2 separate regions of the Rattus norvegicus genome follow, and region 1 is linked to region 2. A link is a contact called in public Hi-C data. All regions are on one chromosome and are shown on one strand. Each heading gives the region's core, a stretch centred on a gene start, on an enhancer-like site or on the middle of the called end of the contact. The rest is flanking DNA. Distances are from core to core; before and after follow the strand shown.

Region 1 (5,167 bases), core at 260-2,759, 200 kb after region 2:
CTGCCCAGGATGGGGTTCCTTACCCTCAACCCTCCAGGAGTCTTGTTACTGTTATCCTAGGCCACCATATAGGAGTCTGCGGAAGGCACAAGGGGTTTTCTGACCCGTGGCCTCTACGCCCTTCTCTATTGCTGGACCTGATTTGATGGTTCCTTGGGGGTCTGGAACCAGAGTACTTGGCCTATCTTAGAGTTTTCTCACTCTTCAGCCCTAGGAGGATTTTAGCCCAGCACTCACGGTGCCACCGCCCTGGACCCTCTCTGTGGCTTCGATGGGGTGGTCCAGACTAGGTCGCCCCAGGTAGATGTCCTGGTTGGAAGAGAAGGTGGAAAGCAGGTGCAGCAGGCTTTTGGGGTTCACGTAGTTGTCATCATCCACGTGGCAGAACCATCTGAAGGTGGAGGGAGAGGCCTATGCACTGAGGCCCCCCAGTGTGGGTGGGAGCCCCCACACTGCTCGGTCCTGGCTGTCTGAGGGGTGAGGTTACTTACTTCCGTCCAGACTCTATGAACTTGTCATACTCCACTGACATCTTACAGCACAGCGCCTGGCGGGTTCGCACAGCGGAACAATTGGTGTTGATCATTTGGCTGCCTGCACGGTTGGAAACGGGCAATGTGAGTGCTGACTTCTAGGTTGCCTCCTTAGGTTTAGGCTGGAATATGCCTGTCCAGCCACTGGGCTAGATCCAATGCAGCCCTACCGCAGCCAGCCCTCATTCTGAAGCAGATGACAGCACAGGCGGAAACAGGACAAGACTTGGCAGGTGACTGCTGCTGGGCCTTCCTCAGGGAATGTGGGTGACATTGGCCACAGCACCCTGTCAGGAACTGGGGGCAGGGTGGGGAATCTGATGACTAGAAGGATGGGTGTTGGGAGATAGACTGGCAATGGATGGGTGTCTTGGCTCTGTAACACTAGCTCTGTGACACTAGTCAAATGCCTGACACAGGAATGAATGGCCCCAGTAGATACAACTCAGCCCAGGGGAGCGTCTCACCTGCCAGCAGCTGGAGCTCAGGGTCGTCTCCATCGGTGAAAATGAACGTCTGTGGAAGAAAACACCGTGAGGCGTCAGAGGATCCAGTGAGTGGGTCTCGGGGCAGGTGTGAAGCCCCGGGGTTAGGGGCACAGGGGGGCGCCAGTTTGGAATCCAGGAACCTACAAGGAGGGGGAAGGGGCGCACACCTGCCGTGGGGCTCGTGAGATCCAGGTACGCAACAGCAGCCGCAGGCGCGGGCCGTGGTTCTTCCGAGTGGTCTTGACTGCAATGAAGACGTCGTCCGGTTGCAGGCGGGAGACCTCGAGGGTCAGGCTCCCGGTCGGGACACGACCTGGGTCTGGTGCGGGAGCGCGAGGCAGCGGCAGCGGTAGTGGTAGCGGCAGCGGTAGTAGCAGCAACACAGCCAGGACCGCGGCCAGCGCGAGGCAGGCCCGGCACAGCACTCGCCGCACACGGCTCATGCGATCGCCCAGGCCCGGGCGCTGGGCGCCCGCCTGCGATTGCGGCGGCCCCTTTAAGAGTGACAGCACCCCGCCCCGAGCCTTGACCCGGAACTGACGGACGCGCCGCCCCGGAAGTGAACGTCGCTGCGGCACCGGGGGTGGAAGATGCCGCTGCCGGTTCAGGTGTTTAACTTGCAGGTAGGGGTTGGTAACTGCGCTCGCCGCGTGGCCGTTCGGTCCGGATCGAGCCTGGTGGGCGGGGCTGGCGGCGAGCGGGGCGGGGCCCGCAGCTCTGGCCTGGGCGCGTGAGCGTCGCCTGCCTCGCGGGCCGCTCTGGGCCCCGGCCCCCGCCCCGCCCCCGCCTCGCGCGCCAACGCTTTTCGTGCGGGTGCTGGCCTCTCAGAGAGGTGCGTCAGGCCAAGATGCGGGGCAGCCCGGCGCCCAGCTCTGCCTCGTCGTCGGCCTCCGACTTGAGCCGCAGCCCTGCGCACAGCAGGTCAGACTTGCGGCCCGGCACGTCGGGCGACTACAGCCTGAGCGCCAGCCTGTCGGCCTGCACGCTACTTTCCGAGGTATAGCTGCGCGCCTACCGTGTAGCGGCTCTTTCGATGTCGCTCGAGGCCCTGGCCCCTCGAGTCCTCGGCCAGCCTCTTCCGCATCGTGACCTGTCTGCTTTGACTCTCTTGATTTATGAAGATAGGGTGGCAATCTATTTCATTCTCTGTGGCCTAGAGGAAGCTGTATCGGGATGGCGGCTGGGAATGCTTGACGGTTCCTGTAGTCAGTGTTGTGCCCAGGACCTGGGTGGGAGAGCTGAAGACGGCACTTGGCTGCCAGCACCTGTGGAAGCCCAGTGCAGTTTTGCCTTGAGAAATCGTGGGCAGAGCTGATGGGGGAAACTCTGCTCACCCTGGTGCCTTTCGTCAAGGAGCTCCTTCTGTTTTGCAGGGGGCCGTGGAACCCATGCAGATTGATGTAGATCCGCAGGAAGATCCCCAGAACGCACCTGATGTCAACTACGTGGTGGAGAACCCCACCCTGGTATGGATCCTGTGTGGCGGAGGACTGCTGGCAGCTTCGATGTGTTGAGGGGTCCAAGTCAGACTCCCACTGTATGTCCTAGGACAGTTGATGCTTTTAGCAACCGCTTTAGACACATCTCTCTAAGCCAGGAAACTGGTTTTTCGTTTGCCCACCTATGTTGGGTTCTCAGGCAGTTCTAAGACCCTGCACCCACTTCTCCACAGGGAACAGTCCCGTCAAGTCAACAGTGTGAAGCAAAGCTCTATTTGCAGCCAACACACTTTTCCTCTCTTCTTAGCCCAGCATCCATCACTTGTTAGGTAGCGTATGCTCATGCTTCCGTTTCCCAGTGCAGAGCTTGGTCCTGAAGGTCTTTAATTCACACACTCCTGTGGTGTCTTCCCAGCATCTAAATGTGATCCCAGGACGCAGGTGAAGACTTACTGTTGTGCTCAGGTGGTCAGGTCCTTGCTTACCCCACTTGACCCTCTTTTTTTTTTTTTTTTTCCGGAGCTGGGGACCGAACCCAGGGCCTTGCGCTCGCTAGGCAAGCGCTCTACCGCTGAGCTAAATCCCCAACCCCCCACTTGACCCTCTTATCCCCTCCTCCCCACAAGGATCTGGAGCAGTATGCAGCCAGCTACAGTGGTCTGATGCGTATTGAGCGGCTACAGTTTATTGCTGACCGCTGCCCTCCGTTGCGAGTGGAGGCCTTGAAAATGGCTCTGTCCTTCGTGCAGAGGACCTTCAATGTGGACATGTATGAAGAGATACACCGGAAGCTCTCTGAGGCTACCAGGCAAGTAAGCTTTGGGGGGCAGGGGAGGCAAGTGACCGGAGCTGGGCTGGCCGTGGTTGTTCTGGCCCAGCATTTCACCTGTGATGCACTGATAGCAGGTGAAAGCCTGTAGTAGGTGAGAAGCATAACAGTGCTTCCTTCTTGGGGCGGGGAAGTGGTAGCAGGCCATTTTCTCTTCTTTGGCTTCCTTTGCTTCTATGCGGACAATCGAGCTTCCTAATTCTTGAGAGTCTGGTATAGCTGTCCTCCTATACACACACACACACACACACACACACACACACGCACACACACACACCCCACTACCTGGGTCAGAACCACCTATTCTCCTTGAACTCGCCTGTCTAGCTGGGTCTCTTAGATCAGCAGTTGTCTCTGTGCCTCTGGTACAGACTGGGCCCTTTCAGTGGGGCAGGGAGAGGCAAAGGGCTCTGGAGAACCAGCCTCTGGCTCCCCATGGTTATCACTATCCTGATGACTACCTTATCCCTCAGGGAGCTGCAGAATGCACCTGATGCCATCCCTGAGAGTGGAGTGGAGCCCCCACCCCTGGACACAGCCTGGGTGGAGGCCACTCGGAAGAAGGCCCTGTTGAAACTGGAGAAGTTAGACACGGACTTGAAGAACTACAAGGGCAATTCTATCAAGGAGAGCATCAGGTGCTGGCCTGCTCTGGGCAGGGGAGGTGGGCAACTGGGCCTAGCTGGCCCCTCGACCAGTATTCACTCACTGCCAGGCCCACAGGCGCGGCCATGATGACCTGGGTGACCACTACCTGGACTGTGGGGACCTCAGCAATGCCCTCAAGTGTTATTCGCGAGCCCGAGACTACTGCACCAGTGCTAAGCATGTCATCAACATGTGCCTCAATGTCATCAAGGTGGCCTGGGTGACAGCTGGGTAGGCATGGAGGGCCCTAAAGGGACAACTCCGACTTAATCTGGCCTTGCCTACTCACCTGCCAGGTCAGTGTCTACTTGCAGAATTGGTCTCATGTGTTAAGCTATGTCAGCAAGGCTGAGTCTACTCCAGAGATTGCTGAGGTAAGGTCCACCTCCACAGATGCCCTGCTCTAGAAGTTGTCATCCCTGTCCCCTGGAGCCCCGTATACTCCTTCCCTGCCTCAGTGTCCCTTTGAGTTTGTTCTTGGGGTAGGGTGGGGACAGGGAATAGAGCTCCTTAAATAAGGAAGGCAGGCGGGGGGCCTCTCATATCTGCTTTCTTCTCCTGCAGCAGCGGGGAGAGCGGGACAGCCAGACTCAAGCCATCCTCACCAAGCTCAAGTGTGCTGCAGGTGAGGCTTCCAGCCACCTCTCCCGCTCTTCTTCCCTCTGTGCATGTGTAGGTGGCACTTGCTCAAGTTAGTACAGAGAAGCTGGTGGGGTCTAGGGAAGTAGGTCAGCTGGTTTCCCTGAGCCTGGTATATAACATGGGCATTTTGAGGATTCCCTGCTTGTGGGGATGTTTTCATTTAGATGCTGTTACTAACAGCTAGGATTTCCATCCCTAAACTGGGGAATGCTGGGGTAGGAGGCCAAGGATCCACTGATGGCCATGGCCTTCTAGGGCTCCTATACCCCCTCTAAATCAGTCTCCTCCTTGCCTTTTAGGCTTGGCTGAGCTGGCTGCACGAAAGTATAAGCAAGCTGCCAAGTGCTTCCTTCTGGCTTCCTTTGATCACTGTGATTTCCCAGAGGTGAGGAGGGGCATGAGGCACTCTTCAGCTTGTCCAAGTCTGTATACAAGAGGAAGTGAAAGCTTGTGGATTGGGCTGTTAAGCTCTCCTGAATGAGGGTCTAAGCATTGTCTTGAATGGGTAGTGGGAAGGGCAGGTCAGACCCCCACCTTTAGGCTTCCTCCTTGGTCTGTGCAGCGGTCAGTGCCCAGGACCCCAGGTTT
Region 2 (5,661 bases), core at 339-2,838:
CACATAGCTCTGAGATGCAAGAGTTGGTATAGGACCCACTTGAGAGAAGGCTCTCTCTAAGCCTCTGAGAAGGTTCCTACTTCTAAGACTTACTTTCTGGTTTTGCTCCCAAAGCCTACAGCCATTAGAGGGTAGTGCTAGGGTCACACCTGTATATTCCTTTGGGGAGGCTGTGTCTCCATTCTTGAAGAACTTGATTGTGGGGTAGCCACGGACACCATACTGCTGGGCCAGGTCAGACTCTTCTGTGGCGTCCACCTTTGCTAGTCGGATCTCAGAGCCTTCTGCCTTCAGTTTTGCAGCAGCTTTGGCATACTCTGGGGCCAGTGCTTTGCAGTGGCCACACCATGGGGCATCTGTAAAAGAAACCAGGACACTGGAAGGCAGTCCTCCATCCAGGTCTATTTCTTCCCTTTGTACTTCCTTTCATAAAAACCTTATCAGCACACCAAGATAACCCCTCTTAACGAATATAGGAGACTGTGCTGATAGCTGGTGCTCTTGGGCAATATCAGGACAGAGGCCACAAGTGACAAACCAACCCCAATCCCTACTTTGCCCTGTGACCACCAGCACTGCAAAATAATCCTGACTTGTAACTTCCTACTGCCCCAAGCAATCAGGGTCAGTGTATCTTTAGGATTTACCACTCAGAATCTAGGAAAAGTTTAACAGTTGCTGGCCCAGCACTATACCTAGCAAGAACATGCCCAGATGCTGATCCAAAGCTGTTCTTCTAGTGTGGGAATGTGACAATCTGTCAAGTAGCCTGGCAGCTGCATTGGGACTCACACTCTTGTAAGTAGAAGTAAAGGCTTAGGATCTGGCTGGCTTCCCGGCGAGGAGAATACGCCAGGTAACAGGTAGAGTGGACATAGTATATAGGGTTGGATCTACTCTATCGGAATTGCTAACTGCTCACACAGCCCATCCTGTTTTCCCCGGCTAACAGAAGGTTCTGGCCATGTGGAAGTAGTGCACAAAGACACCTTCTTGATTCTCAGCCCTGCAGTCACCCTCAAGGAGTCCTTACTACAACGACTTCCACTTGGGTAGGAAGGATGCTCTTGGGAAAACTGGGAACAGCGAAGCTGACAGTAGGTGTTACCCGCGAGGTGCAGCTCCGGGACCAGCCAGCCCGTGCTCCAAGGGGCAAACTGAGGGCTACGGGCCACCGTACTCAAGAGGGGCTGGCCACGCAGGACAGGGCTGGGTGCCGCCGAGGGCGGCCCTTAGTAATCTGTGGACAAGGGGCCCTCCCCGCCCGGCCTGGCCCGCGGCGCACTCACAGAACTCCACCAGCAGGTAGTTGTGCGCCGCCAGCGCCTCTGCGAAGTTGCTCTTCTTCAGCACCAGGACGTTGTCCTCCTCCTCCAGAGCGTCGGCGCCCACCCTAGCCGCCCAGGCCAGGGCCAGGCACAGCAAAGCACGGCTCAGCATGTCGGACGTCGGCAGCGGGCGGGGCAGCTAGGTTGGCGCCGCCGGGACAGCCAAGGCGACGAGAGCGCGCGTCGGTCCAGACCTCGCCTTTATAAATCCTGGGTCGGGGACGCGCCCACGCCTCCCCCTTACTGCGCGCGTCACCTGCCGTGCGCATGCGCCCTGCAGCGCCCTTCGATTGGCCGAGGAGCTAAGAGACCCGCCCTCGCCGGGCGAGGACTGGACACCCAGTCAAGGCTGGGCCACGAAATGGGAAAAGACCCGGAGGCCTTTCAGTTCTTGCCTCGGATTGGCCACAGTGCGCGCGCGCGCGCGCACAAACTCTACGTTCCCCTGCCTCTGATTCGCTGGCGGAGGCGAACTTTCTCTTTCTGGACTTCTGACTGGCGACTTTTCCCACGCCTTTCACACGTCCGGAATGGCAGATGCTTTCCGCTGCCCGGCCGTGTGGCTCCTGATTGGCCGAGAGATGCGCGTACCCAGCGCGATTCTCCGTCGAACGTGGCAGTGGGAGGAGTCCCGGGCCTTTGGGCGGAGCTACGCCTGCGCTTCCGAAGCCCCTCGTGTTGCATTCTGACTGGACCGCGTTTCTGTACTGGGACCGCCCCCAAGTCGCCGCCAGGAAGTCAGGGGAGGCCATTTCCGGTGCGCGTGCAGCTCGTGCAGCCCCTGCCCAGGTCCTGGGCGATGTTCCCCCAGGGTTCAGGAGTCTGTGCTTTGCCCGACTGCGTCAGCTGTCACCGGTTAGCGGGCCTCGCAGTTGCAGCCAGGGGTCTCCACAGGCTGCGGGCACGTTTCTCCCATTTCGACCCTTGGTTATCCGAGGCTCCAGTTTACCGGAATGGGGTGCCCAAGACTTCTGCGGAAACCCGCTGGGGAAGTGGAGAAAGCAGTTTGTCATCGACTTTATTGACTACATGTTGAAATGGCACTTATGTTCGTTTGGTCGAATAATAATAAAGTTTGGCTTCTGTAAGTCAGCCTTTATATTACGTAGGAGATTCACATTTTATCTCGGTTGGACCTCCTTTTCCAGATTCACCATCTACATTGTGTCTCAATCCCGAAGTGACTTGGAACTCACTACGTAAGCTGGCCTCGAATTTGAAATTCTTCAAGATCTCCCCCAACCTTTTGGGTGCTGTGGTTACAGCTATGAGCAATCCCTGACAAAGGTCCATCCTTTACTGCTCAATGACTGATATCCGACCTGCTCTCCACCCCCACCCGAGAGCGCTTGGCTCACTCATTCTAGCAGCCTCCTCTTTTTTCACTTCCCACCACAAACACTATCCTGATAGTCAAGGGTCATTAGAAAAGGAAAACACTCAAATATTAAGTGTATACAATGACTAATAATATACTGCTCTCAGAAATGGTAAAAGCAGAAATATGGTATATGGTTTTGTATTTTGATAGTTTTTTGTTGTTTTAGTTTTTTCAAAGCAGGGCTTCCCTGTGTAGCGCTGGAACTCACTCAATAGACACCAGCCTGGCCTCGAACTCAGAGATCCATTTACCTCTGCCTCCTTGAGTGCTGGGATCAAAGGTGTGTGCCACCACTGCCTGGCTGTAGCTTCTTGTAAGGACATGTGTCACAGTTCCTACATGGATCTTCCCTTACCTATGAGTTTGTTGAAGACCAAGTCCTCTGGGCCCCAACCCCATTTAATGTAGGAAGAGTGACAGTCAGATACTGGTTGTGCTCACTGGAAAACTTTCACGTGTATACAGTATGACTTTACAGGTTAAAGAGGGCTATGAATGAATCTGTCCTGGAAGAGTACCTAGTTCGGCAGCAGCTTGGCTAGGTGCTTGGTCTTTTCTCTGCCTATCTGAAGTGCCAGTACACATTTCCTGCACTTAGAAATGATGGAAATTGCTTCATATCTGCTGCTGCCTCCTATTGTTCTTGTAGTTACCTTGAGTTGTTTTAGAAACCATTATTTGGAGCCAGAAATAAAAGCCAGGCAATGATGGCACAAATCTTTAATCCCAGTAATCAGGAGGTAGAAAAAGTTGGATTTGTGTGTGGCCACCCTGGTCTACAGAGCAAGTTCCAGGACAGCCAGGATTGCACAGAGAAACCCTTGCCTCAAAAAAGTAGGGGGTGGGGAGGGGAGGAAGGGAGAGAGAGAGAGGTTTAGAAAGTTGTCTGGTGAGGTTGGGGATTTAGCTCAGTGGTAGAGCGCTTGCCTAGCAAGCACTAGGCCCTGGGTTCAGTCCCCAGCTCCGAAAAAAAAGAAAAAAAAAAAAAAAAAAAAAGAAAGTTGGCTGGTGGGCTGGAGAGGGCTCAGGAGTTAAGAGCAATGACTGCTCTTCCAGAGGTCCTGAGTTCAATTCCCAGCAACCACATGGTGACTCACAACCATTTGTAACAGAGATCTAATACCCTGTTCTGGTGTGTCTGAAGACAGCTATAGTGTATTCTTATAAATAAAATAAATAAATCTTTAAAAAAGAAAAGAAAGGGGGTTGGGGATTTAGCTCAGTGGTAGAGCGCTTGCCTAGCAAGCGCAAGGCCCTGGGTTCAGTCCCCAGCTCCGAAAAAGAAAAAAAAGAAAAGAAAGTTGGCTGGTATAGCAGCATTCCCTTATAATCCCAGTACTTTAGAAAAGCAGGTGGATTAATTCTCTCTGTCTTGTTTTTGAGACAGTCTCCCCTACCTCTCTTCTCTGTAGCCCTATATTGTCTTGAAACTCACTGTATAGACCAGCCTGGCCTCAAACTTTCAGCAACCATACTGCCTCTACCTCCTAAATCACTGGAATTACAGGTATGTTCCACTATACCTGGTGACTACCAGGAGCTACTTGAGACCTTTTCTCAAAAAAAAAATAAATAAATAAAAATTTTTTTCAGGATTTTGGTACTAAACGCTAGGGTGGGATTTTTTTTTTTTTTTTTTTTTTTTTTTTGGTTCTTTTTTTCGGAGCTGGGGACCGAACCCAGGGCCTTGCGCTTCCTAGGCAAGCGCTCTGCCACTGAGCCAAATACCCAACCCCAGGGTGGGATGTTTTAATAGTGGGTGTTGAATATGATAGTTTAAAGACAACTTGCCTTCAGAACCAGAAGTGACTCTCAGCTTGTCTCTGGGCTGCCAGTGTCAGACACAGGATGGATAAAGCTCTCAGTACAGGCAGCTGCCCCATATCCAGATAACAGAGTAGGGCTGCTGACATTGTATGAACAGAAGGGGCAGCGCTGAGGTGCTCCTGATGATCACAGAATCTTGGACTAATGAAGGTCTGCAAATGTCTATCTCTGCACTGGCCTTCTACACAGCCAACAGTCCCTCCTGCATTGTGAGTTCTGTTTTGTTTGTTTGTTTGTTTGTTTGTTTGTTTTTTAAGTCATTGTATCTTTAATAACCGGGCAGTAAATCAAAACATGGAAAAATATTGTTCCTTTTACGGGCGTTGCCCATCACTACAGACTTTAGTGAGTGAGAGGGGATTCTAAACAGCATGGGAAAGGTTCCAGGCTCACGGATTGAGGCGTTTGGTTGCTGATAATCGGCCGGGGGATGAGGAGCACAAGAGATTAACAAGCCGGGGTTGGGGATTTGGCTCAGTGGTAGAGCGCTTGCCTAGGAAGCGCAAGGTCCTGGGTTTGATCCCCAGCCCCGGAAAAAAAGAAAAAAAAAAAAAAAGAGAGAGAGATTAACAAGCCCCCAGAGAACAGGCCAGCGGTTGCTGGGTCATGAGCACCTTGAAGCGTTTCTTGATGGTGATTCAGTGTCTTGAGTATTTGTCATCTGGGGAGAACTGAGCAGGATGGGCAGAGCAAGTCTGTTGTCCCATGGGGTCAAATTTCTTTAGAGTATAGATGCGATCGCCCTGCTTGTTGAGGTAATACTGGAGAAACATGGACTGCCCTCAGCAGAAAACATGCCAGTAGCCATTGTGAGTTCAGAGGGAGGCCTGAAATTCTTGGGCCCTCTGGGTTTGTTGAGTGGCCAGATCATGTACGGGTAGTTATGTCCCAACTTGAGAATGCAGGTCAGATTATCTGAACAATCTACACGGCCTTGAGAGCCAAGCTGGTAACTTAGTTCTGTTTCCCAAGGCCTGCCTTATGTCTTCGAAGAGCAGCTGCCATCGCTGAAGAGGTGTTAGTTTGGATACCCTGTATCAAGGTCCTGTAAGACCCACACTGGCTATTGCATTTTCCTAGCCATTGGAAATGCATCGAAATATCCTTCAGTAAGGAGTCTTACTT

The links. A called contact is a pair of places that touch in the nucleus more often than the background predicts.
Region 1: a Hi-C map of prefrontal cortex shows a contact between it and region 2, with 4 times the contacts expected there. The contact joins the promoter of Rfng here to the promoter of P4hb in region 2. A contact is called at or near these places in 2 of 12 Hi-C or Micro-C datasets (kidney and prefrontal cortex).

What each region holds. Positions count from the first base shown.
Region 1 is chr10:106,547,135-106,552,301 of GRCr8, forward strand. It overlaps Rfng (RFNG O-fucosylpeptide 3-beta-N-acetylglucosaminyltransferase), which reads right to left and starts at 1,510. Exons shown (of 8, transcript NM_021849.2): 1 at 1,189-1,510; 2 at 1,001-1,049; 3 at 492-594; 4 at 238-391. The coding sequence starts at 1,464. It overlaps Gps1 (G protein pathway suppressor 1), which reads left to right and starts at 1,787. Exons shown (of 14, transcript NM_053969.3): 1 at 1,787-2,018; 2 at 2,395-2,487; 3 at 3,087-3,268; 4 at 3,763-3,927; 5 at 4,013-4,148; 6 at 4,234-4,311; 7 at 4,502-4,562; 8 at 4,879-4,964. The coding sequence starts at 1,869.
Region 2 is chr10:106,345,323-106,350,983 of GRCr8, forward strand. It overlaps P4hb (prolyl 4-hydroxylase subunit beta), which reads right to left and starts at 1,589. Exons shown (of 11, transcript NM_012998.2): 1 at 1,290-1,589; 2 at 150-356. The coding sequence starts at 1,440. It also overlaps the pseudogene LOC108352167.